Regions from separate parts of the Neogale vison genome. Here region 1 is linked to region 2. A link is a contact called in public Hi-C data. All regions are on one chromosome and are shown on one strand. The core of a region is the stretch at or near the end of the contact, and the rest is flanking DNA. Distances in the headings are between cores, read along the strand shown.

Region 1 (6,672 bases), core at 3,346-5,845, 66 kb after region 2:
GCCGAGGGTCTAGTTGCCCTCCTGACTCCTACAGACAGAACTCCTGAGAGGAGTTACCCAAAGTCCCGCCCTGGGGCTCAGTGGCTGGCGCCATTTTCCTGACATCCCTGAGATGGAGTCTGTGTGAACCAAGGAAAGGGGCTCCCGTGACCTCACCAGGAAGGCTGGATCGCGAGACCTGGGCTGGGGGGCAGGCAGCCTGAAGCAGGGAACCATGGAGCCCCCAGCGGAAGCCATGGCTCCTTCTCTGTTTTGGTTTTGCTTTTGTGGGCTTTTCATTTCAGAAGTTAATCTAGTTAACGCCAACAATGTCATTTCGGCAAGCCAGCAATTTCCTTTTGCCCTTTATTTAATGAGCCCCGCCCCCCTCCAATTTCTATAATAAAGGCATGCAGGTGGGTAATTACAGAGGTGTGAAATAGTGCTGGGCCAGGGCCAGCTGAGCATTCTGGAGCATCCGTTGGGAAGGGTTCTGGGGAGCTACCCAGCTCCGCTATTCAGGTCCAGGTAGGGAAATTGAAGCTTAAGAGAAGGCAGGAACTTCTGTAAAGCTACATAGCGGGAGAAGGCGGGGCTAGAGCCAGAATCCAAGTTCTTAACCCCCAGCTGGGGTCCTTTTCACTATTCAGTGCCAATCCTTCCCCCTAATTCTGCAGAGCATGTCATAGGGGTTCCCACCTGTCGTTAATTCACCTGTCCTTCCAACTATCCACCTGCCCATCCATCCATCCATCCACCATGCAGTCTACAGATTCTTAGTGAGGGCCTACTACGCGCAAGGAATTGTGAATACAGCAGAGAACAAGACAGTCACAACTCCGTGCTCATAGATGTCGTCTCGGATTATAGTCTGATGGAGGGACACCATGCGAACAGATGATTTCAATATAGGATGGCAAGTGCTGTGTTTGTTGTAAGCCTTGGGCCCCTACTTCTCCTGTGGGACCATAGAGAACTTCTCAGACAAGGGAACAGGGCAGGAGAGAGTGCAAAAGGTGGTATGCTAGGACGTGTAAGTTTTTTAAAGAATCTGGGGGAATATTTACCCAAATATTAATAGTGTTCATCTCTGGAGAATGGGATTTTCAGGGTAGGGGACATATTTCTACTTTCTACTTTCCATCTTTGGTGTTATTTCAGTTAGACTGAGTGGAGATCAGCATTTTAATAAGAAGATATTTCTATTCCAAATATATGCGTATTTGGAAAAAAATAATAGCGGGTACTTAAGGAACATCAAGTGGCGGTCAGTGTGGCAAATGCAGGGTGTGGGAGGAGTGAGGGGAAACATGAGGCCATGAAAGCTGGCCGGAGTCAGCCTAAGAAGGCCCTAAAATGCTGGGCTAAGGAGTCTGGATTTAACCATAGGGACCCCGTGTAAGGAAGAACAGAGACCCCCTCCATGGAGCCTAGTAGCGCCTGGTACATACAGATGCTCAATTAACCCAGACCTTATGTTGAATGAATGGGAATGGCCAGAGAAGGCAGAATCATCTAAGGCTTGAAACGGAGGATGTGAAGCTTTGGAGCCTTGCCACTGTGTGCTGGTGGCCGTGGTGAGGCTGTGGGGAACCCGCTGTGGGAAGACGTGTACCTGCAGAATGGGTAAAGTGGTACGGGGAACCCTATAGGAAGTGAGGGAAGAATGCTGTGGTTTCTTCTCAGACCAGAGGAGCCTGGAATGGGTCCACAGTTATGAACTTGGGTATAAGCTGACAACCAAGGGGAGTCCTTTTTGTGTGTGTGTGTAGGAAAATTCTCTGGACGTAGGCTTTTCCAGACCATACAAAGGTCTCTGGTGTCCTCAGTGGCCACGAAACAATAAAAGCAGGCCACCATCTCTTCTGCCTCCCAGATGTGTCTGCTTTAATCTCTCTTCCCTTCAGCAAAGCTTCAACACTGCAGCAGGAGGAGCCTTCAAAAATGCAGTTCTGACCACACTGCCTCCTTACTTGAATCGTTCAGGATAAAGTTCAGGCCCTCTCGTTGGCTCAGGAGGCCTTTCTGATGGATTCCTCATGTATCTCTCCAACCTCACCTCCCACGATCTCTTCCTCAAAGCCTATTCTTTGGCCAACTCCATTGCTCTCAGTGACTAAGGGACTCCATGCCTCTCTGTCTCTCTTTGCCTGGGTCAGTTCTTTCCTTTTCCTTGGGATGATCCCATCCAATGCCCTCTTTCTACCCCCCACCATTTGCCTGATGAACATCTAGCCTCTTTTAAGTTTCCATTTTGGGGTTTTTTTTTTTCCTTCTGAAGCCTTTTTTGATCACATCCCACTATTGCGGATGCTTCACTGTTTGGGAAAGACCCAATCGTGCCCTCCCTGGGAACTGGGGGCCAAAATGCTCTATACTCTCCAATAGATTTACTAGTAAAGCACCATGGCAGCTCACTGGACTTAGAGTTTGCATATCTACCTCTCCATGCCACACTCTCCACCGCGCCCTTACCCTAGGCTATAAGCTCCCCTGCCACACTCTCCACCACCCCGCCTTTCCTAGGCTATAAGTGTCGGACTATTTTCTGCTATCCTTAGCACCTGACACAGAGGCTGAAACATCTTAGGGATATAATAAGTCCTGGCGAAACCAACGCATGAGTGAATGACAGAGCACCTTTGTAATGATTCCTCCTATAAAATAGAAAATCCTATCACACCCTTACCTTCCGTCACCTCAAAGTACCAGGAAACTCTAAACAGCCCTGCAAGAGACAGGCTCCTGCACTGGGAAGATGCCAGTGCATCTGAACATCTGTATGTACCAACCACTGCTGGCGAAAGGGTTGAATTTTCAACCTGATCCCTCTGCCCTTGGGCCATCCCGTGTCCTTCTCTGAGCCTCAGTTTCCCTATGTGCATGGTCCTAGTCCTACTTCCCTACGTGGTGACTTGCCATAGGTATGTAGTGAAGCCCAAAGATGAGACCAAAGCCACTTACTGTACAAACTTCAGGTAGTATTGAAGTGTTAGCTAGAAGACATGGTCCCCTGCCAAGCAGCCACGCCTAGGCGTGTTGGGGGGAGTGGGGGGAGGTGCTCTATGCTCCACTCCCACCACGGATGGGGACCTGCTCAGAGACCCTTTCTCTCCCGCACAGTCATGTTGTGGGGCTCAGAGAATGTTAATTATTAGGCCCAGCCCACCCGGAGAGCCCCAGATGAAAGCAAGCTCCAAGTGCAAAGTCTAAATCGATGCCTTGTGCCTGGCGTCGGAGCCTCGGCTGGCTCTGCCTGGAGACGGATCATTAATCCAGACACTCCGACCTGGAACACTGGTCCCAGGAAGTCCTGAAACATTCCTGACCACCCACGGCTCAGCTCGGCAGCCCCACGAGGCAGCCGGCCTGCCTCTGGGTCACAGCATTTTCTAGTCTCAAGGCTGGGTAACACGGAGAGCAGCTAGTCCAGACCCCCCACCTGGGGCAGAAAACCAAGGTCGGTGTAGACGCTCACCACTGACAGAGTGTCCGGAGATGTGCGTTGTGATGAACAGCCCTGGACCCAGAGGGGACAGGTCTGTGTGACACTGGGCCTTGCTTTCCTCTTCTGTGAAAGTGGAATGAGGCCAGCTAACTCACAGGACTGATGTTAGGAATAAATCAGTTTGCTTGGAAGTTTTGTTTTGAGATTTATAGAGATGATAATCACATGTAAGCGGCCATTATCATTGTTGATGACGTTAGGAGCTCCTGTACCTGGGATGGATTCTTTGTCCCCAGAGTCATCTTCAATGACAACAGTTTGCTTCTCTGCTTGAAAACTGTTATATCCCTGGGGCCTGAAATACAAAGTCAGGACCTCCTTTCCTTGCACCTGAGGCTCTTCAAGTGGTACAACTGTCCCCTCCTTAGCTTCCTGTCCTGCTTCTCTCCACCCACCAACTGACTCCCACACACAGAAAACTGACCTTCGACACCCCCTTGGCTTGGCACATCTGAGCTCTTCACTCCTTTACTCTTGAGTTTCCCATCCAGGGAAACTGACGTACGCAGGAGGCCTTAAGATGTAATCAAGCGTCTCAGAGAAGTCACAGGAATCCCTGAGTTGAGACAGCGTTTAAAAAACCCTGGGGGCTCTTGAACCTTTGTCCTGCATCTATATCCATGATCTTATCACCTCAAGTAGATCTTTGAAGGGAGTAGCTGTAGACTCTGAAATAGAGAAGGACCCATGAGGTCAGGTTGTCCACAAGGTAGAGGGGAGCTGAGGAGGTTGAAACTTCTCGAAGCAATGAGCCCATGATGAACACGGACAATGACAGATTTGCACAGCGAGGGAGGGTTGCAGACAGAGCTACTGAAGTTTATGGGAAGGAAGAAACATGAGGGTCCATTTGCGGAAAAGAAGAGTCTGTGAACCACCCTCCCCACTGCCTTATAGTGAGCTCTTCACTTAAAGAACAGGACCTGGGGGCACATCTCTGTCCTCATCAAGCTTTGCAAATATTGGATGCATGATAAACACCGCTTGAACTCAATTTCCCCTCTTCCATTTTACTCTTTTATTTTAAGCTCAGATCTTCCTCCTCCAGATGGAGTTCTCCCACATGGTTGCAGAAACTGGATCAGTGGAAAGAGAAATTCTTGGATGTTGGAATTTCAGGAACGTTTCCAGGATGCCAAGAAAAATAGCTCTGTGATGAGCCAATGGCATCGTGATGGCAGATCTGGAAAATAGATCTGATTCTTCCTGAGTCGCAATCTTGTGGGATCCCAGAGACATTAGAGTCATCTGGTTTACTCCATGATGTTACAGATGGAGAAGCTGAGGCCCAGGGAGGGTATGAACTAGTTGGTGGCAGAGAAAGGACTGAAAGCAAGTCCTTAGGGTATAGGCATTAACCTCACTTGGATCCAATGCCAGACCCCTGCCGCCAGGCCCTGCTAAGAGCTGTCTGACATGTGTAGCTTTGCCTTATCAGCAGAAAGAAAGACGACAGTGGGCAGTCTTCACTGGCCAAGCATCCATCAGGACCCACATAAATATTTTCCCAGTGTCTGCATGACCAGCCTCTAGCTGGCTATGTTCCAGGGCACAGTAAATAATTTGGACGACTGGTTACTTCCGGACAACTTTCTTGGGTGTGTTTTCTCCAGCTATGTTTTTGGAGGGGATGCTGGGGGGACCTTGATGAGAGCAGCAGACCAGGCCCTTACTGGGTTCTCTGACGGCATTTCTGGTCAGGAAGGAAGTACCTGTGGTGTCTCGATGTCCGTGCACTTGGGGGAGAAGGCTATTTTCACTCTCAAGTGGGGCCAGGGATTAGTTTCAGGGATTAGGGTGGAGTGAGGTTAGACTCAGAACAGAAAGTCAGGAGAAATCAGCTCCAGTGTAGTAAATTGGATCAGCTTGAGCAAAGGCACGTTGGGGTCTTGGCAACCAACCTGGTGAGGAAGGCAAAGATAGTGTTGGAGTTGGCATAGCCCCAAGCCATCAGAGTGACCAGTTTGGGAACTCCCAGTTCAGGAGGGGGTGGGGTGTTCAGGTTCTGGCTGCTCTGATCTTCACCCAGGGCCTCCACAGGGGCTGGCAGTGGGAATCTCAGGAAAGTTTGGCAGTGTGGAAGTCAGATTCTGGTGTCCTGACTTCAGTCAGCAATTTGAGGAAATGGGAATAGAGGTAAGGGAAGGAAATATCTAGAAAGAGTGACAGAGCCAGAGAGTCTTATGACAGATAAATCGGACACCAGGCTTAGGAAAACAAGGCGAGTTCTCTATTTCACTCTTCGGTGACCTCCCCATTCTGAGCCATAGTTGTGTCATTGTCAGCATGGACAAAAAAAAGCCCACTTCATGGGGCTGTTGGGAGGTTTTAATGAGATGCTTGTATGAACTCCCAGGTTCCTGCCAGTTTCCAGGTTCAAGGGAAAGTGTCTCATGATGAAAACCATCCAAAGAATGAAAACCTACCCTCCACATCCTAACGGGTGCAAAGGCCACTGATTCCAGGCCACAAGCCTCCTGTCTGTTCTCTCCTTTCTTCGCCTCTCCCTAAAGCAGGCCTCATCCCCCTCACATGGACAGGTACACCTGCCTCCTTACCCATCCCTCCCCTCCATACTCTGCCTGGTCTATGTTTCTGCTCAGTCCCCCAGGTTCTTCCCTACAGCCCCTCGATTAAATTACATTTGCATTTTCACACATCTTCAGTGGGGAAGACCCTTGCGCTCAGAGTTAGCAGATGTGTATTCTGGTACTTGTTTTGCTGCTGGCTGACCTTCTACACACTGCTTCCTTTCTCTGGGCCTCAGATTCTCTATCTTAGACGTCAAGGAATGGATGAGATGATATCACAGGGCCTTTCAAGCCTTCTGGTGTTTTAACAAAATTTGATACCCTCTAGGGTGGCCAAGAATTCTTTCTCTCTTTCCCACCACACACACACACACACACATACAAACACAGACTCCCACTCATAAGCAGACTCACACAAATGCACACTTCCTCATATACACGGATGTGTGTGTTCACACACACATCCTCACATACTCATGAATACTCCCTCATATACATAAGGACTCAAACTTGCTAATACACATTCTTGGCCCCATGCAGAAATTAGTGTATCTTGTTTCTCACTTGGATCCCCAGTACTTAGAACAGAGCACCTATTGAATCCTCAAAACTCACCTACGGAATGAATAGATATTCCCATCTGCCCCAATACTG
Region 2 (6,968 bases), core at 3,690-6,189:
CTCGTTTCTGACTTTGGGGTTGAGGACCCTTAACACGGCCATCCGCCCAAGCCCTGGAATCCCTCCCTTCCCAGTCAGCCCGCAGCTGCCCACGGGGACGGAGGAGAGATTTCAGCACCTCGCTCCAAAATGATAACAGGACAAATTGGCGGAGGTCGGACACTCTGGCAGGTGGTGAAGGGTGTGCAGATTAGGGAACCAAGAGGAGTCCTGCTTTCTTTTGTTCCGGGCTTGCTTCCTACATCCCTCTTGAGGAGCTCGACCCAAGAACAATTTTAACAGCGCGCCCAGGCTGGTGGATGGGGTGGGCGCATTTTTGAAACCAGAGATTTGAGTCCGTTTGATCTTCAAACATGGGCTTTGGAGACTGTCAGCGGGCTCCTTGCTGGCCGATAAATGGCTCTCGGGAACTTTTCCTAAAACGTAACTTCACACACTTGCCAGCAAATGTTTTCAACCTACCAAAGCCGTCATTTGGTTGAACAGCAGCATTTCCAGACACCGAAGAAAGATAGTTTTGTTGTTTTAACAGAGACAGATTAAAGCCAGGGGCTCTTGCACCAGAGGGCTCTCTAGGCTCCCTCTAGCTCTCCTCCGATTCCTCTGTGGTTGGTACAAAGAGGGTACGGACAGGGATCTCAGATGCCCCACCTCCCCGGCCTAAAAAAGATATCGAGGCCAGACGTGAGGTCTCTGAACAGAGAGGCCTCCCACAAACCTGCCTCCAAAATGAGATGGGCGGTGAGCACTGTGGAGCCCGACACAGATAATATCAGCTCCCGAGGCTGGCAAGAGAAAAGTCACTTCAGAGGGAGAAAGCCGCTATGTGCAGAGGCTTCAGGGCCCGGGCCAGAGAATGCACAGGATTTTCCCCCATGGAGAAGGAGTCAGGCGTAGTCAGAACCCTGCGGGGCGTGACTAACTGCCCCAATATTCCTGCCACTGGGGCCCTCTGGGTAAGGACTCCACAATTATGGGAGAGCCAGCAGGAGAACCGACAAACCCGCCTTTCATTTGGCCGGCAAATCAATCTGGCTTCTTACCTCCCCGGGGACAATATTGCATTTCCCCTGGAAAAACAAAGGCCAGAAGATCTCCAAAGGGGGATCGGTTTCTGCCACTGTTTCCCTGGGGAAGAGTCTGCCACATCCTGGGAGCGGCAAGCAGGTCTGGTCCCAGTGGTAGTTTCTAGCCTGGCCAACTTATGAGGCTGCCTCCTGAACGGAGAAGCATGCCTTGGGGGCTGCACCCCACCCGGCTCCTTGGCCCAAGCCCTGTTTTTGCGCCTCCTTGCCGGAGCCACCAGCCCTGACATGGAGCCCCCGTCTCCAGATTGACAGCCTGTCCTCCAGGCACAGATGTGAACTCATTGTTCCCAGGGTCTCCGAGCTGAGTTTGGGGCCAGTGAGTTACAAGTGACCTCTGCCCACGGAGATGGGGCTTTTAATGACATTTTGCTGGATCGGGTCTCTGGCAGCCGGAGACTTTAAACCTCCAAAGCTCTTCCCTTCCCCCACTGCCCCTACTTTCGAGGTCCAGAAACCAGAACTGTCAACCTTTAAGTGAACACACTGCTCTGAAATTATTAACCCCAAAACTCTCCTTGTTGACTTTCTCCAGGCCCAGGGAGGCAGTCCGAGGGTCGCCTAGAGCCATGCAAGAGCAGGCCCAGGCTGGTGGATGGGGTGCGCAACTCAGCAGTGCTTAACCCTCAACAGCCAGCCAGAGTCATGGGGCACCGGGTCCACGACACATCCCCTGCCTGGATGGGCACCGGGTCCACGACACATCCCCTGCCCCCAAAGCTGCAGGAACCACGACTCCCTCTGCGCACCCTCTGTCCATACACGCTGCTGCCCAGGCGGGCTCACGGAACCGCCTCAGGACAGCCTCCTGCTCCTGAGACCCCGGGGGCCTCGGGGAAGCTGGACACAAACCTGCAGCTTTGCTCTTTTTGTTTTCCTCACTCTGATGCTCCCAGGAAAATTCTTTCCGCTCAGGCAAGCACAGCAAGTGGGGAGTGCCTAAACCCAACAGGTAGCACGTTGAGATAGAAGCAGACACCCCAACTCTTAGCCCGAATTCTGGCACATACCAGCTTGCCCCCAACCCGCCACTCAAGGCGCCCGAGAGGTGACGCCCCACCCGAAAGAGCCTCTCCCATAGGAAAGAGCCTCTCCCATAGGAAGGCGCCTGAAGGAGAAAGGCCATCGGAGAGAAGGACAGCAGGGCTGCCCGGTTCAGCCAAGCGCCTACCTGGGAGAAGTTGAGCCCATTAAGAGGGTGGCACTGCTCCTCCACCCGCTCCACGGCCCCGGTGCTCTTCTTCATCCTCTCGGCCTGCTGGGCCAGGTAGAGATCCAGCACGGGCACGCCGCGGGAGCGCACGTCCGTCTCCGTCAGCGAGTTGACCATGAGCATCACCCACACGGGTCTCTTGCGCTCCCAGTTGCCCGCGATGGCGTTGAACAGGTAGTCGGCATAGAGCCCCTTGCCCCGCTGCGCCGGCGTCATCCACGAGGGCATCATCAGCTTCACGTAGTCCAGGTGGCGCTTCAGGCGCCAGTAGAGCTCCCGCGGCAGCACGTCCTGCAGGTTCTCGCCGTGCGGGAGCAGCTGGCAGCTGGCCAGCGCCGAGATGGTATAGGGGTCGGTCAGGTCCAGCTCAAAGTAGACGCGAGCGCTGGCCTGAAAGGCTGCCTTGGAGTTGTCTGGGATGAAGTCCCACACGCGCGTGTAGGGCACGTGGATGGTGCCAAAAAGGTACGCCGGGGGGTCGCGCCGGATCGTCCACAGGAAGGAGTTCAGCTCCCTCTGCTGCAGTGGGAGAGAAGGCAGGCAGTGAGGCTGCAGGCAGTGCAGGAAACCTGGGGTAGCCCAGGGAGACGTGGGTAGGGGTGGGTGGGGAGGCAGAGGCCCACGAGGGCTCAGGGCAAGAGCAAGGACTTCGGAAGCAGAAAGACCCACATTCAAATGCCGCCTTTGCCCTGTCTTAGCTGCATGATCTTAAGCACAGTGTTCCTCTTCCCACAGACTCAGTTTCCCCATCTGTGAAATGGGGGTGAGAGCAGCACCTCAGGGGAAGGTGACAAGATAAAACACCCGTTAGTGAGCCCTAAGAGCAGCGCCAGGCACAGAGGAGGCACGCACCAAAGGAAGCTCTCGTTCCGATTAGCTTTCCCTGTGAGGGCCAAGGACCGCCGCAGCACCTGAGAACATTCGTGCCCGGCCAAGCCAAACCTTCCCCGGTGGTGTTGCGTGTGGAGGGTGGGGGAGAGGGGGACCAAGAGTCCTGCTCTGGCAAGAAGGGAGGAAGTCATATAACTTTTAAATCCAGCCATTAGAAGATACATGCCAAGAGCACTTTGAAAGCAGAACACCTATTAAAAATAGCACACCTATTTAAACAGCTACTTCCCATTCACCGGGGCGGATCCGGCGTTCTAGTCAGAGGGAAGGCCTGGAGTGTATGCTACTTGGCTCCACCACAGATGAGAAAGCACTTTAAAAGCTGCAGGCTAAATACTCGGACTTAGTCCCAAGAAATGTACATACCCTGGGGCTTCGGACTCCTCCCCTAAAACTCTATTCCTGGCCTCAACTCCAACTCTGTCATCTTCTAAGATCTGAAGCTCTGAGAAGTGTTTGTGGGGGGTGAGGAGGGGCATGGACACAGAGGTCCTTTCTCCAGATCTAGCACTGGACCAGGACTTAAAGCGCACGAGAAAGAGACTATCATTTCTCCCAGGCAAAGTCATTTTCCAACCAGAAAAGCCCCTGGATGGGCTACTGACCACCTGCAGCCCGAGGTCAACCTATAAAATGTTTCTGCCTGATTCCAGCACAAATGAAAACTGTGTGACAAGGTGGGTGGGAGATCATTACCTTATTTTACTAACAACTAAAAATCGTGAATCCTAGCATACAGGAGCTAGACTCGCCCCGAGCTCCCAGCTGGCCACCGACCTCCCAGTTCCTGCAAAAATCAGGACCCTGGAGGCGCACCTTGCCCAAGGTCAACTAACTCCCTGCTAACCCAGCGGTGAGCAAGGACCCTACAAAGCCTTTTCCTGTTCCCTGGCCTCCAAATAAGTGTTATTTTCAATGCATCAATTTACACCTGGAGGGAGGGAGACTGAGAGAAATCAGGGGATTCTGTAGTTGAGAAGGAAAATTTAGAAGAACCAGTAATTACTCAGCTCCCAAGGAGATATTAGGCCAGCATGCCCTGGCACTTCCTTTTCCTCTCCTCTGGAATCTTCCTCCTTTTAGTGAAATGGGGGCAGTTGGGAGACTGGGTGCTGGGCCCTGGACTGGAGAGGGAGAGAGATGGGAACCAGCACCAGAGAGAAAGTTTGCCTTAGGTTAGAGTGGGAGGAACGGGGGAAAGGGAAGCCTGTGAGAGGGACAGAGTGGAAATTGGAGAGGAAAGGTCTGATGGAAGTCAGAACAGAAAAGGACAAGGGATGGTAGAAACAGGGTCAGAAGTAGGCAGAGAGCAAGCAGAAGGGTAAAGACAGGATAAAGTAAGAAAGAAGCAAGTCAAAGGGGTAGAGGGAGGAAACGTCCAAGCAGGACCAGGAGCGAAAGTCGAGGAGAGCCCGAGAGCGTCAGCGTGTGGAGAAGGAGCTGGAGAGGGAGCGCCCCATCTCGGCTCCCGGCGCGGAGCTGGAGCCCGGGCGGCAGGAGCCGGGGAAAGGCGTCCGAGGCAGCGCCCGGCGAGCGGAGATGGAGCGGGTGGGCTGAGGTGGGTGCGGGGACAGGACCCCCCAGCCCTCGTCCCCACGGGTTGGAGTGGCTGGGCAGCCGGGAGAGTGGCTGGGCAGGCGCTCGCTCACCGATCCGGGCGGCCGGCACTGTCCTCCGTCCGGGGGCTGCGGGCGGGCGCGGGCGGTGGCGAGGAGGGCGGCGAGCAGCGGCCCCGCCAGGGCGGCGTGCATCCTGCCGGGGCCCGCGGGGCGCGGGGACCCTCCTGGGCGGCGCCCCCTCGGCGGGGCGGGGAGCCCCCAGCTGGGCACGGAGGTTCCTCCGGGACGCGGGGCTCCAGCGACGGGATGCTGGGAGCCCTCTGGGGCGGGGCTGGGTGTCCCTGCCGGACCTGGGGGTCCCTCTGGGGCGGGGCTCCGTCTGCTGGAAGAGGGGGACCCTCTGAGGCGGGGCCCCTCCCCAGGCGCGCAGCCCCGTTGGCTGAGTCCGGGGTTCTGAGAGCGCGCGGGTCCCAGAGCGCGCCGACGTCCCGGAGCTGCGTCGCGGTCCAGGGGCGCGCGGGGTCCCGGGGCGGTACCGGGCTCCCAGGGCGCGCGGGGTCCCGGGTTACGCGGGGAGCCTGGCGCGCAAGGGTCCCAGGGGTGCGCGGCGCTCCAGGGGGCGCGCGGTGGGACAAGTGCTGCGGCGGGCGCGGCGGGGCGGGGGCCGGGTCTGGGGCGCCCGGCTGCCCCAGAGCCGGGCTCAGAGGGGCGGCGGGCGGCCGCGCGGCCGCTGCCCGGGCTCCGCCATGCTGCTCCGCGGCCGGGAGGGAGGGAGGGAGGAGGGCGGGAGAGCGGCGCGGAGCCGGGCCGGGCGGGGGGCTGGGGCCGCCGGGGCGGGGGGAGGGGAGGACCCGGCGCGGGGGGCGGGGGGCCGGGGCCGCGCCGGGCCGCGCCGGGCCGGGCCGGGCCGCAGGGAGTCGGGGCGAGCTCCGCGCCCGGGCGCAGCGAGGCGGGGTCTGATGGGCATGGCAGGCGCTCGCTCGCTCTTCTCTCGCTCCCTCGCTCGCTCCCTCACACACGCGCGGAGGGAGGCGAAGCCCATAGCAGCCACTTCCCCACTTTCCAAACTTCCCAGCGCAACTTTTTCCTCTCCTCCCCTGCCCGTGCCTCCTCCTCCCCCACCGCTCCCCCTTCCCCTGGCCCGCTCCCCGCCAGCCGTAGCTTCCGTTCGTGGCCACCAGGGGGCGCCCGGGCCGAGGCTCCGCTCGGCCAACTTCAGTGGGCTTTTCCGTGGACAGGGTTGGGTGATGAATTCGGGGATGCGGACCAGCATCCCCTAAGCATTTGATGCGCAGGTCCTGGCGGGAGTTAACAGCGAAAGAAGCAGGAGTGAGCAGGCACTCCCAGACTGGGGGGGAAGGCAGCACTCAAAGGGAAACCAGGGAAACTGGTAATTACAACTTTGTATCACACTGCTCCTGGCTAACACTGGCATGTGCTTAGTAGGTGCTCTGCAAACTCTAGCTGAATTAAAACAAAACAACAAAGCAGTCTTCCTCACAACTCCTTGGCACCCTCCATTTAAACAGTCTTGTCTCATTAACTTCCTTGGACCTGCCCAGGATCCCTGTAAATGGCCAGGGAACTGGGAAGATTCATACTCCCAAACCTTACACCACAGGAATTGAGAGAGTTCTTAAAACCAACCTTCTCTTCCTGAGAAGTGAATGAAGCTTAGAGATAACCAAAGGGCAGGGCACAGGCTTCTGGGCCATTTTCAGCAAGTGGGGAAACTGAGTCACAGGCACCCTTGCTTAGTGCTATTAAATGAAACTTCACTAATTCCTCCTATGCTGACAAAAGAGACTGAAGTATGGGATTAGGTAGAATTGTCAGGAGCCCATAGCCTAGAGAGAAAGGCAGGGACAGTTATGCAAAGAGGCAGTTAAAATCAGGCAATGAGTGCCAGGACAGACAAAAGTACACTGCAGATTACAAACAGAGAGGAAGGTCTCCTAACACAGCTTGGAGGCTCAGTGAAGACTCCTGGGAGGGACCTTGGAACAGAAGGCCAGAGGCAGGACCTGAAGTTGTGTCTTCCGGCCATGCTGGGGACCAGAACACGGAAGGGAAGGACAGTGATACCAGAGACTTGCAGGTTGAACCAATGAGATTGTTGTTTTTATAGATCAGAAATAACTAATGTTGGCAATTTCATATGGTTCAAACAACTAGGTATCCAGACCCACCTCATTCTCAGCGAGCACACATCTGGCGACA

The links. Hi-C and Micro-C count contacts between places; a contact is called where the count stands out from the background.
Region 1: a contact with region 2 is called in a Hi-C map of fibroblasts, with 5 times the contacts expected there. The contact joins the enhancer-like site here to the promoter of TRABD2B in region 2. A contact is called at or near these places in 2 of 3 Hi-C or Micro-C datasets (fibroblasts and tongue).

The regions. Positions count from the first base shown.
Region 1 is chr2:38,043,851-38,050,522 of ASM_NN_V1, forward strand. No RefSeq gene overlaps it. Among named protein-coding and RNA genes, the nearest start is that of SLC5A9, 55 kb to the right of the region's middle. Within about 2 kb of position 4,596, the one cell type or tissue checked has open chromatin away from gene starts, as enhancers often do. A contact at or near this core is called in fibroblasts, where this site is marked.
Region 2 is chr2:37,977,271-37,984,238 of ASM_NN_V1, forward strand. It overlaps TRABD2B (metalloprotease TIKI2), which reads right to left and starts at 4,940. Exons shown (of 7, transcript XM_044238186.1): 1 at 4,839-4,940; 2 at 2,257-2,817. The coding sequence starts at 4,940.